Linked DNA regions of Mus musculus: all the other regions are linked to region 2. The links are chromatin contacts, called in public Hi-C maps. All regions are on one chromosome and are shown on one strand. Each heading gives the region's core, a stretch centred on a gene start, on an enhancer-like site or on the middle of the called end of the contact. The rest is flanking DNA. Distances are from core to core; before and after follow the strand shown. Region 1 overlaps Lyrm4 (LYR motif containing 4). Region 2 has its middle 35 kb from the start of Gm46409. Region 3 overlaps Gm4035 (predicted gene 4035).

Region 1 (4,115 bases), core at 1,424-3,923, 560 kb before region 2:
ACCACAAAAGCCACTCTAAGCATATAAAGTGCCATCAAGAAAACATCTCAAGTAGCCTAGGCAAGAGCCCCCAGGACAGGGTTTCTTCTTTTGCAGGCTCTCACACCCACAGTGACTAGCTGCACAACAGAACCTCATTCTGTGAAAGTGTTTACTGACAGGAGACATGAGAGGCCCCAGGATTTTACAGAGCAGGGAACTGAAATTTCAGAACAGCTAAGGATGGCCAAAATCTCTGCAGACTGGAGGAATTTTAGAGACCATGAAGGCATTAGAGGAGTTGGGGGCAGGGAGTGTCTTATAATTTGAGGTAAGGTTTTCCAAACTTTCCAGCCCTCCAACTGGAATTGCACACTGTACTACCACTGGGGCAAATGTTTAACTATAGACAGGATAATGACCAGAGCTCAGCCTTTCTTTCTTCCACACTGGAGATGGAACTCAAAGCCCTGAGCTTGACTGACAGGCATGTGACCTACCACTGTGCTCCACAGCCCACTCTCTTTTCCAATCACATTTATCTATTTTATGTGTGTGCATGTACATGTGTGCTATGAAGCATGCATAGAGGTCAAGAGACAATTTGCCCAAGTTGTCCCTTTCTGTTATCCTGTGAATTCCAGGCATCCATCTTAGGTTTTCAGGCTTGCTGGTAAGTGCCTTTACCATGAGTTTCATGGTGGGTCCCAGTCTTTCTCTTTTCAGGATGAAGAAGGTCAGACCAACAGAGCCTTGGACCTTGTCTGACTGCAAACTGGAGGGGGATTTGGAACAAAAGCTGGCCCACTGGCCCAACCAATCACCCACTGAAAATGGGTTTGAGGCCACCAAGGGCCTCTGGCATATTCTGTGAGGTTATCTGTGTGTGCAAGGAACCTACAGTAATGTGCAAAACAAACCTTGTCGGTGGTTGTTTCCAAGGACAGACTTGTGCCCTGAATGTCCCTCTTCCAGTGTGACTTAAATCTTCATGGAGACACTATTACTGTGCCTGGAAGGTTCTGTGACTCTGACCCTTACACCCCAACGACAGCAGAAGAAATATTGCACGGCACTAGAAGTAATGTGACTTCTGCCTGGCTCATTCTTAGAATTCTAGACCTGGGAAGCTGCCATGCTATGAGGAATCCCAGGCTACAGGGAGAGCTCCCACTTGTGGTCTGGCTGAAATCCCTGGCCTGGCCCCCAGCTGCCAGCCAGCACCAGTTGTCTGACAATTGAATAAGAGGACTTGGGGCTCAGCTTTTGGGTCCCTGATCATTGTATTTGTATTTCAGCCATGTTTGGATTTCTGACCTGGAGAAGTAGAGTATGGTATAAAATGAAGATTCTTACTGCAATCCACCATCAGACAGGTTGTTTATTATACAACAATAATGGGTATTCACGATCCTTGAGATAAGAGTCTACCTTACATTTGTTATTTTAACTTCTACTACTCTTCCATTCCACACTTTCTTCAACTGTTTATGGAGAAAATAAAAAGCCACGTTTAAACGTTTTCTCCTTTAAATTTGAAAAATAACATTCTTTGTATCAAAAGATAGTGTTACACCTCTTTGGGACTATAGCCACACCCAGATTTTAAGGGTATACTACACAATAGCAGTTCAGTCATCTTCTGTTTTACACAGTCTTTATTCACTATAGAGTCCCTAGGCATCTTGCCCTCCCCAGCCCCCATATCTCACAGTCTGCAGGTCAGTGCTATCTTCTACAGCACCCCCTGATCCTGTTCTGCATGGTTCACCATGGTCTACTCATTCTAGGTATTTCCTGCTCAGCATTTCATGGACCTCCAAGGAGCTGAGATGCCCCACGCATTGTTTCAGGGCAGAAAAGACCAGCATGTTCCCACTTCATGTTCACACTGACAGACTTCAAGAGACTCAAAAGACATCTGTTAGTGCACTAAGGCCTTCAGTGCCTACACTGAAGGGTCTAGAACTTACACTTCAAGCAGACTTTTGGGGGCTGGTTTAAGTAGGTTTTGCTGGTGATGTTCAGGATTCTGATCTCATTGATGTAATATATTGGTGGTAGTAGGCCAACATTATTGAAAGGCTGACTGTAACAACAGCAGGACCCATTTTAAAGATACTTTGAGCATAGCTTTGATCTTGAGATGCAGGCTGATGGGGCCTTGGTCTAGGCGGCTCAGAAAAGCACACAGTGAGAATCAAGCCAGAAAGGAGAAACTGCCTCTGTCATACTTCTAGAGTGCTATGGTGTCTGCAATCTTAAAAAACAAAAAACAAGGCAGTTGTCCATTTATTGGGGGAAATTTTTGCCTCAGAAAATCCTGATTTATGAAGAATTACTAAAGAATTCACCAACATAAAACAAACTTTTGGCCAGCAGATGGCAGTAAAGGACCTTGGAAGTGAGTCCAGCAGTGCGTTCTGAAATGCTGGCAGGTAGCTCTTAACAGCTATTGTATAAGTGATTTATGTATTTGGATTCTGCTCAATGTTATATATGCATTACTGAATAAAACATTCACAGTGTATTTTCTAGCAGCAGCTGAGCTCCAATTCCAAGGTTCTGAGGCCTAATTCCCAAGGCTCAAAGGAGCCCCTGACATCAAATTGCTTTTCTTCCCTGAAGAGCTGCTCCACACCCCAGAAAAAGAAATGCTTAGAGCAGGGAGAGAGATTTGATGTGACCGCATCCTCAGAGCAGCTTACCCACTGAGGGAGGACGTGCGAGGAAAGCAAATGCCTGTCAGGCATTTCCTTGAGGCATAGCCGGTTGTTTCCTTCTCAGCACACGTCACACCCTAGCCTTGGGAGAGGAAATGCCTGACTCAGTTTCCACAAGGAAAAGTGGTTATGTTTTGGAGACTCATGCCAAATAAACTACTTCATGATTTTCTCCATCTTTTCCAGAGAACCCCAGCTACCCACAGCCACAGGAGCTGGGAAATCGAATTGTTCCAAACAACAGAGTTAGAGCTATGTAAATGCAGGAGCAGGGATCTGCCTGGGCGCTGGTGTGTACCAGTCAGCCTGGTGCCTGGCATGATGTGATTGTGTGGTGGTCACAGTGCTAGTGCAGGCCACAAGGCCAATGCCGTGCCTCAGCTCCAGGGAAAGGCTCCCAGAGAAGGAAAATGTCTTATTTAGAACAACGAGAGGCAGAAAGTCAGGCTCTCTTTTCTGGCAGGGAGACAGCATCTATAATCAGGGCAGACCAGGTACATCCCTGTGGGAAACACCAACCTGCTATTTCAAACATGTGGCTAACTGATAGTTAAGCGCTTTTCATTTACATGACATTTCATTACACACACATACACACACACACACACAGAGGAAAGACAATGCAGTTATCGCTATCAGTGTTAAGAGCTCACATCTGACCATTTTCTGTAGGCCAGGTGAACGCCAACCATTCTTACTGCATCACTGCAGGTGGGTTGTACAGCTGTTCTACACAGTCGACCCCGTTAGCCTCATTTTGTAGAAGAGGAAGCTGAGGACTATGAAATGCCTTGATATTCCATGGCATATACCATGGATATACCAAGGAGTCAGAACTGAAACGGTGAGAACTAAGACCCAGAGTCTTCCTAATTCCTGCCAGTGCTCTTCATCACTGTGACAGGGAGGGTGATAGCCGTGGTATTTCTCAGTGACAGCGAACACTTTCTTGTCCACAGAGTTTTTAAAAAAAGCTTCATCTACAGGAAAAGCAATAGGTGGGGGAAGAAATCACAGGAGAGATTGCTGTGAAGGAGCAGAAAATTCATTTCATGCCAACATTCCTTATGCATACTAATAGGAAATGCTACAGAACACCAGAAACTCACCAATGCCTTTACTAAATATTATTTATTAATAATCATAAAAATAAATGAGACTAGCTATGGTCTCATTTATCCCCATGGCTTCATTACCAATGCTCTCATGGTATTGACTGCCTGACCCGAGCTCCCTCTTGACCTCTGACGTAATCAGCATGTACATGATCCCTACCCCCACCCTTTCCTTGGCCATCATCCCTTCCGCCAGCACTCAGAGCTCTGGCTGGTCCTCTACCTGGAAATTATGCCTCCATTATCAACTCTCTACAATTACATTTTCTTGGTACCGTAATCTCTCTAACATATACAT
Region 2 (4,077 bases), core at 696-3,195:
AAACCGCCTCCCTGATCATGCAAAGCAAAGGGCATCTTCAGAGGCACCTTCTTCTTCATTGTCTGGATCATAAAAGTTCATTAGCTATTTGCTAGCTTGCAAAAGACCTCCCCCGCCTGAACCAAAGTCTGTGAAGCAGAGGCTGGGTCTGTCTGGACCACCCACTTGTACCTGGTTCTTACCATTGCACTTGACACATTTACTTCAAGAAATAGTTATTGAACAATGTCTTGTTTTTGCTTTTACATCAGACTTCTTTCTAAAGAAAGGATTCTTAGCTAAACACAGATAACAGCTGCAAAATAGGGTATGCCATCAGATGGGAGCAAGGGACTTGCTTCTCCTTGGAGTCTGTGGGGTGGAGGAACAGCAGGGCTTCCTTGGCACAACCCCCTTTCCCTGCTTCTGGGAAAATTACCTCTCTGTCGCTGGCCTCCTGTCCTGGCTCAGGAGTCTGACTTCACCTTCCTGAAAGCAGGAGTTTGGTTTTTTTTTTTTTTTCCTTCTAAATTCTGCTGCCTGCTGCCAGCAGAGAGAGAGAGAGAGAGAGAGAGAGAGAGAGAGAGAGAGAGAGAGAGAGAGAGGTGGAGCCTGCAGAGGCTGCTGCTGGACCATCCGATGCCGTTCAAGGAGACAGTCACATTAGTCACTGGGTCCTGGGGTCTCAGCGAGCAGTATATGCAAAGATGAAGAGGGAGAGGGCTTCGTGCTGCACCATCTTTGAGTCATCCCTGGGTGTCAGCACTCCCACCCCACCCCTGAGCATGACTGTGTCATCTGCAGCCATCTGCCCAGCCTCTCAACAGTGGTGCCAGCTGTAGTAGCTAAGAGGACCTCCCCCAAAAGAGGATGCTACTGAGGCTGAAGAGGAGGGGCCTTTAACCATTTTAGCCCCTCCCCTACTGTTTTATAAGTAAAGAAACTAGGCCACAGCTGAGATGACTGGCCCAAGGTCACCCCAGTAAAAATAGGGGAGCTGGGACCAGAATGAAGGGCTCCTAATACCCAAAGGTACTGGGACCGCATCAAGGAATGCTCCTTCTCTTTCATCTTGTCTCTGCTTCATCTTGTCCTCTAGACTCTTCTCGCCATTCTAGCCCTGTGTGGCCCAGCCTCAAGGACACCCCTGCCCCACTCCCGTGCAAGCTGCATCTTCCTGCTTGGTTCTAAAGGTCTTGCTGACTTCTGGTTATATGGTACTGGCCTAAACAATGCTCCCTGAATGGTTGCAAGCAGAGTGTGGAAGCCACATCTGGGGTGGGGGTGGGGAGGTGGTGGAAGCTGCATCTGGGGTGTGAGTGTGGGCATAGGGGGGCACGGAGCAAGAACTGGCTGTAGCCAGGATGTATGCTGACCAAGGCTGAGGACACTCATTTCCTTCCCAAGAGACTGAGTTTGACTTTCAGAGCCCAGAGCAATGCCCTGGGATGAGAGGCATCCCCAGACCCCTCCCTGGGCAATGGCTACTTTAACAAGCCCACACTGCCTTGGCCTTTGTACTTCCAGCCTCGTCCTCACTGCTGTCAAGTCTCCTCTTTTACTTTGATCCTCTCAACAGACTGTCATTCCCTTTTTAAGAGATGTCACCATAGTTGGCATCACTTGAGTCCTCTACCAAGCACACTCGCTTATTTCTCTGTCTCTTGGTCCTCCCAGGGGTCACTTTGGGCAGAATTGTGTCCAGGACCTGTCATCTCTGGTTCTGAAAGCTTGGCTGGCTGGAATCTGACCACCTGAGCCAGAAACCTGGTGCAAAGAGGAGGATGGGAGGCACCGGTAATGGTTTAAAGGCCAACCTGCAGTTAAGTAGGGTTTGGGGAGTGGGTAAACAAACGGCAGCTTGGTTATGTCACAGTCAGGTTATGCTCTGACATAGGGGTGCCTGGGAAACCTGGTCTGAAGGCCTACACGGCTGAACTGAGAACTGAGGACTGCAGAGCCCAGTCCTTCCGAGAGCATTCTCTAGAGTGTGATCCATGGGACACTGGGTCTATGATACACTCTGGCAATAAACGGTTCAGAGATCAGCCAAGTTTGGCACTCACAGCTCCCTGCAAATCTGTGCGTCCCTCTTGCCAGTCTGTCCCAGTACCCTTGGCTCTGACCCATCAGGCAGTAAGAAACATGAACAACAACCACTCTATGTCTGCTGACCTTAAAGCCTGGCAGATACCTGGGCCTTGTCAGGCCAAGAAGGCTCTGTAGAGGTGTCTCCTTATGTCCCCAAGATCAGGGCTCAGGGACTCCCGGTTTTGCTTTGGATTTTGTCTCCTCTTATTTGAATTTCTGGAGAGAAAACAAACAAACCAAACCAAACAAACAAAAAAATACCTTCAAAACCAAAAACTAACTAGTTAGAGCCCAGAGAAGAGCTGGCCAATGAAAGGCAGAGTTGGAGCATTACAGCATCAGCGAGACCGCCCATTGGCCGGCCTGCCCTGAGGAGATGCGGCTTCCCGCCCCTCCACGCGGTGCGGAGTCCGTGCGGGCAGCTCTGTGTGCGCGCCCCAAGATGCCCGGCGCGCGCCCCTGGCCTCCAGCCGGGAGCTCTGGGTATTTGCGCGCGGCCCAGCGAGCCTTAGACAGCCGCAGGATGGCAGCGGAGTCCGCGCTCACCAGTGGAGGCTGCGGGGACGCGTGGCGCTGGGCTTCTCTGCATTGGGGAGGCGGCCTGCAGAGCCCAGGACTTCCAAGGACTGCAGAGCGGCAGGACTTGGTCCCTGCGCCCATCGTTGTGTTGTGGCTGGGTGCGTTTCCTGTCCGCTTTTTAGCGTTACTTTAACCACCATCTCTGAATTGTGCTGGGCATATTGTTTCTGGAATGAGGGCTGCATTCCCAGTTCCCTCGTTACTAGATAAGACTAACTTGGCAGCCAAGGGCTTTCTGGCAGATGTCTGCTATAATCCCAGCCTTCCAGAGGCTGAGTCAGGAGGACTGCTGTGGGTTCAAGACCAACAAAATGAGACCTTGTTACCGCCTCCCCCGCCCCCCCTCGCCAAATCACAACAAAAATAAAGTCAGGGAAAACGAGTGTGTGTGTGTGTGTGTGTGTGTGTGTGTGTGTGTCTGTTTGCCACAGGGAACTAGTTATGTTATTGTGGGGCTGGCACTTCTGAAATCTGTGTACTCAGCGAAGGGTTAATGGAACTACTCAGGAGTTGGCAGGCAGGGTTTCCCTGCATTTTTTAATGGTCCCAACTGACTGGACTAGGCCCACTCATTTACCCTGTGGAGGGAGAAACACTACAGAATTATCTTAATTGAACGTGAGGGAAACACCATAGCTGAATCATATTCCCTCTGACCCTCAGGATCCCAGAATGTGACTATTTCAACAAATCTGTCAGGAGACCTAGAGACACACAGCAGCACTGGGGTGTGTGGGGGGTGGGGTGGGGTGGGGTGGGATGGAATGGAATGGAATGGAGGTGGGGTGGTTAGGTGTGTTACATGGGCAGAGTCAGCTAGCTGATGGGAGAGGTCTCTGAGAAACCAACTGGCTCTGCTCTGGCCTCTTGACTTCTAGTCCTCTGCAAAGGAGGAAAATATTTCTGTTGTCTAAGCTGTACTAGCCAGTGGCACTCTGTATGGCCCTAGATACCCAGATACAATACTGACACAAGCTCAGTCATTGCCGTGGTGTTTGTGTCTAGACTGCATGACAGGAGCCGTTTATCCATCTTTGGCAACTGCATAGGTTTTCATGCTATGCCAAAGGGCTTAGGTTTGAGATCTATCCATGCTGGGGGACCATGCAAGCATGTGCATGTGCTTGTGTGTGTGTGTGTGTGTGTGTGTGTGTGTGTGTGTGTGTGTGTGAGACATAGACTGGCGGGGAAAACTGAGGTCTTAGTCTGTCTTCTTTCTCATTCATTTTGTTAGTTAGCATATAGAATAAGTCACCGTATGGCCTTTGCATCCAGGTGCATCATGTTTGCAGTGCTCTGACTCCTAACATAACAGCTGTCCCCTCATCAGAGCAGCTTTGACTGCTTACAGGAGACCCTCAAGATCCAGCCTGTTGACTATTGGCATTCTCTGTGGAAGAAAGGGTTAGAGATTCCAGTCTCTCCCTC
Region 3 (4,326 bases), core at 1,767-4,266, 850 kb after region 2:
GAAAACTCCAAGAACTTGCCCAGCCTCTGAAGAGAAAAAGAAAACCAGTTTAGTGAGGTTACACTGTGCCAGAATCAAAGGACCTCTTTGGGAATCTCCACCTGTGGTGGTCACAGTCCTCAGCAGCCCTACTTTAGTTTCTGAGGGAAATGTCAACCTCTCTGCATACAACATTATTGAAGCACCCTGTTTTTCTTTTTTTAAGATTTACTTATTTATTTTATGAATGTGAGTACACTTGTCGCTCTCTTCAGACACACCAGAAGAGGGCATCAGATCCTGTTACAGATGGTTGTGAGCCACCATGTAGTTGCTAAGAATTGAACTCAGGGCCTCTGGAAGAGCAGTCTGTGCTCTTAACCACTGAGCCATCTTTCCGGCCCCTATTGAAGCATCTTTTAAGGGAGTTCTTGTGTCCTGGGGAAGCTGTGACGTACAGGTCTGGGATGTCACCAGAACCTCAGTGGCCTGACTTCCCCCTGCTAGGGGCCACTTGTTGAAGTGATATTGCCTCTCAACAGCAGTGTTCTTCAGTCCAAGATGGTAACTCATGGGTGTTTGAGGGATTCCAACGATTCAGATGATGTCCAGCTCAGAACACTGCTTGGGACGCCACAACACCATCATGTGTCAGGATGGCCACTCAACGGTGGAGGCAAAGCCTCATGCCCTACCCTACATCTCCTATCACCTTCCTCCTATCACCTTCCATGATGACACCAAACAATGGAAGGCCATCCCTCTTCTGTTGAATTAGCCATACTTCAGGAACAGTGCCTAGCCTAGCTGCTTTCTGTTGCTATAGCAACATCCTCTGACCAGAAGAAACTTGGGAAGGAAACTGTTGATTGGTTTACACTTCTGGATCACAGCCCATCATTGAGGAAGTCATCAGAGACCACCGAGGAGCACTGCTACTCAACTGCTTGTTCATACAACCCAGGCCCACCTGCCCAGGGGTAGGAATGCCCACAGTGTCAGTAATTAAGAAAATGTCCCCACAGACTTGTTTACAGGCCAATCCTCTACGGTAGAAACATTTTCTTAATTGAGGCTCCCCCTTCCCAGATGACTCTAGCTTATGTCAAGCCAGCAAAGAAATCGACCAACACAACTGAGCCCTTGTCAGCTTGACACGCACATATATCACTGTTTTATCGAAGCGTGCTATGGCTAGCTTTGTTAAACCAAGGGTGGTAGCATGTTTCATAGTTACAGGCTGGAGCCCAGGAGCTCTCCAAAAAATATATATGAAAAATACATTTTCCCAAAAGATAAATTGAAGTTTTCCCCCAAAATGGAAATACCTAACGAGGCCAAAAGGATCTTGCGGATATTTTAATTCACCTTACTCCCTACAAATAAAGACACACCTTGAAGACGCGAAGAACCAAATGTAGCAACTGACAGTTTAACAATTACTTAACAGCCAGAAATAGCTGCTGAGAAGTGGCCAAGGTTCTTAGCCTCATTATATCATGGATGGCCTGTCGGCCTGTCAGCTGGGGCACTATGGCTCAGATGCAAACCAACTGGCTTTCCCAGTCAGCAAGGCCAGTGCCTCTGTCTACACTCCCCATCACTAGATCACGCAGGCAGAGCATTATGGGAGTTTAAAAAATAGAGTTATTTTCCCTCTACTCTACATGTATTTGTAGTTGTTAAGTTTGGAACTGAAAGGAACTTTCTACTGCTTTCAAATGTTATCTATGTAACTATTTTTCCTCACTAAAATAACTTTCCCTTAATATGTGCTACAGTTTGGTACATGTGTGTCCCTCAAGGACCAATGTGTTTTTATACAGTTCTTTTGTGTTCTTAATGCTATTGAGAGGTATGGTAGAGATTTTAAGAGGCAGAACCTAGCAGTGGGGGTCTTTAGGTCATTGGGGGAAGGGCTTGGGGGATCGTGAGCTCTAAGCTGCTGTCTCCCTTTTGCCTTTACAGCTGATGAATTTCAGTGGATTTACACTAGCATTTACTCCCACCACCATGCGCTCCTCGCCAAAGGCCCAAAGCAACTCAAACCATTCATCATGAACTAAAATGCCCAAATTGAGTCAAAAATAATCACCTTTTCCCCTTTATGATCTGGTTGTCTCTGGATGACAAGGAAGTGAGTTCTTTACTTCAGTATCTTGGTCTCTCTGATCTTCAGAAAAAAGAGTTATGTATCAATCCAGCCTCGCGGGCTTGAACACATGGTCTCCAGCCCGTAAAGGTTAAGGCGTGGGGCAGTCCTTGGAGGGAGGAGCTAGGTCACTGGTGGGTATGCCTTGAGCATTTGCTGCCCCTACTTTTTACCCTAGTTTTGCTTCCTGATCAACCATGATATGAACAAGCAGCCTCACGCGTCTGCAGCCGTCAGAGCCGTTCCAACCACTATATCTTCCCTGTACCAGGCTGAAGAACAAAACCTGGGCTTTCCCAGTTGTCATGGCGAGATGCTAAGGCCCCTGCAGCATTCTATGGGGGACCCGTTGATAGGAGAGCAAGGCTTGTTCCATGAACCTGAGCGTGAAGGTCACACAAAAAAGAGAGGGGATAAGCCAAACGTGAGCATGGGCGTCTTGTTGCTCCCAAGACACGGGTGATGAACCTTGGCCTTCAAGGAGATTCAAGACCTTAAACGGCAGCCTGGGGAAGAGGTTGCGAAAGGGCAGACTAGGAAAGAATCACTGTCACAATGGCAATAGGGTCCTAGCGATAGCAAAGGTAGAAATTGGAAAGAGTGCCTGAAGACATTCCATGACACACACAGGCCTGGGACTCTTAAAAGGTCACTTGTTCAAGCATCTTCTTAGCAACCACAGACCACAAGCACATCAGATCTCACCATACCTGGTGAACAGGATCCCCAGCAGAATGGGGACCCCACTTTCCCCCATCCGCTCCCCCAGCTCCTCTTTCTCTCCCCTACTGCCATCTGGAAGTCCACTTGAAACACCCACACTGTCCCCATGGCGCTGCGCTTCCCTCCGCTCAAAGACAGACGGACTCCTGTTACAGAGTCCCTCCTCCCCCTCCTGACATTAAGCCTCCTATCCTAGGATTTGTGCCACTCTGAGCCAAAGCACACCCCCAGGTCCTATGGCCTATCCAGGTATCGTGCTCCAAATCTAATCCATGGGGTGGAAAAGGAAACCACAAATTTGGAATAATGTACCAAGTATTTGATTTTAAGGATATGACAAGAATGGAAAATTTTGGAGAGCATTGTAGATACTATTTATAACGAGCATTTGTTAGCAACAAAGTATCATCGTTCCCTAGACTTTCTGTGCTAAGGAAACAAGGAAGGAAGGAAAAAGAAAAGAAAGGAGATAGGTAGCCTTGACTTTGTATGCCTTAGTCAATCTATGCGAAAGCTCAGACCAGAGATACCCAGTGGCAAGCCTTAGGGTGGAAGAGCATGAGAAGCAATAGAGCACCACGCCCAGGACAGAACAATGGGGTCCTGAAGGGACAAAGGAAGAGTTCTGGTTCTCATAGGCTTTCAGGGACGTGGAGGGGCAGAGCTCCATACTGTGTGACCTCTATGCTCAGTGGCACAGGTCACAAGGGACTGCCATAAACAAAGGCCTAATTTGAGGCTGCCTTGTGCTTGCCCAAGGTGATTTGGCTTAGCAAAAGCATGCTTGTGTGTCACACACAGTAGATCAACCCTAAAAGCCTTGAAAGACAAATGTGCAGAGATGAAAGAGTTCTGGGGATGCCCAGCAGTGACAGTCACACAACGCTGTGATTGTGTTAATACCAGAGAACACTGAAAAAGTTACAACGAAACATTTTTTGTCCTACATATTATATCTTTTTATTGATTATTTTATTTATTTACATTTCAAATGTTATCCCCACCTCTTCCTGGTTTCCTCTCCAAAAAAAACTCTTATCCCATCCTCCCCTTGCCCTCCTTGTTTATATGAGGATGCTCCCCCACCCATCCACCCACCCACTCCTGCCTCACTGCCCTAGAGCATTCCTCTATGCTGAGGCAGCAAGCCTCCACAGGACCAAGAGCCTCCCCTCCCATTGATGTCTGACAAGGCCACCCTCTGTTACCTATGCGGCTGGAGGCATGGGTCCCTCCATGTGTACTCTTTGGTTGGAGGTTTAGTCCCTGGGAGCTCTGGAGGTCTGGTTGGTTGATAGTGTGGTTCTTCCTATGTGGTTGCAAACCCGTTCAGCTCCTTCAGTCCTCCCCCTAACTCCTCCATTGAGGTCCTGGTGCTCAGTCTGATCTTAATGTAAAATATTATAGCTAAAATGTTTGCATTAATTTTCTTAAGTAAAATCAAGTTTGATCTGCATTTATTTTCCTTGGAG

Evidence for each region. A called contact is a pair of places that touch in the nucleus more often than the background predicts.
Region 1: a Hi-C map of cerebral cortex shows a contact between it and region 2, with 14 times the contacts expected there. The contact joins two enhancer-like sites. A contact is called at or near these places in 13 of 484 Hi-C or Micro-C datasets (the AML12 cell line, the G1E-ER4 cell line, the N1E-115 cell line and 8 more) and 4 of 115 datasets of contacts at active chromatin or transcription factors (astrocytes, embryonic midbrain, embryonic stem cells and 1 more).
Region 3: a Hi-C map of cerebral cortex shows a contact between it and region 2, with 2.0 times the contacts expected there. The contact joins two enhancer-like sites. A contact is called at or near these places in 1 of 484 Hi-C or Micro-C datasets (cerebral cortex) and 2 of 115 datasets of contacts at active chromatin or transcription factors (astrocytes and embryonic stem cells).

What each region holds. Positions count from the first base shown.
Region 1 is chr13:36,017,063-36,021,177 of GRCm38.p6, forward strand. The region is part of intron 2 of Lyrm4 (LYR motif containing 4); the gene reads right to left. Among named protein-coding and RNA genes, the nearest start is that of Ppp1r3g, 51 kb to the left of the region's middle. Within about 2 kb of position 2,674, at least 43 of the 459 cell types and tissues checked have an H3K27ac peak or open chromatin away from gene starts, as enhancers often do. A contact at or near this core is called in cerebral cortex and cortical neurons, where this site is marked.
Region 2 is chr13:36,576,221-36,580,297 of GRCm38.p6, forward strand. No RefSeq gene overlaps it. Among named protein-coding and RNA genes, the nearest start is that of Gm46409, 35 kb to the right of the region's middle. Within about 2 kb of position 1,946, at least 187 of the 459 cell types and tissues checked have an H3K27ac peak or open chromatin away from gene starts, as enhancers often do. A contact at or near this core is called in cerebral cortex and cortical neurons, where this site is marked.
Region 3 is chr13:37,422,130-37,426,455 of GRCm38.p6, forward strand. Gm4035 (predicted gene 4035) reads right to left here. Exons shown (of 2, transcript NR_167664.1): 2 at 1-26. Among named protein-coding and RNA genes, the nearest start is that of Gm4035, 11 kb to the right of the region's middle. Within about 2 kb of position 3,017, at least 9 of the 459 cell types and tissues checked have an H3K27ac peak or open chromatin away from gene starts, as enhancers often do. A contact at or near this core is called in cerebral cortex, where this site is marked.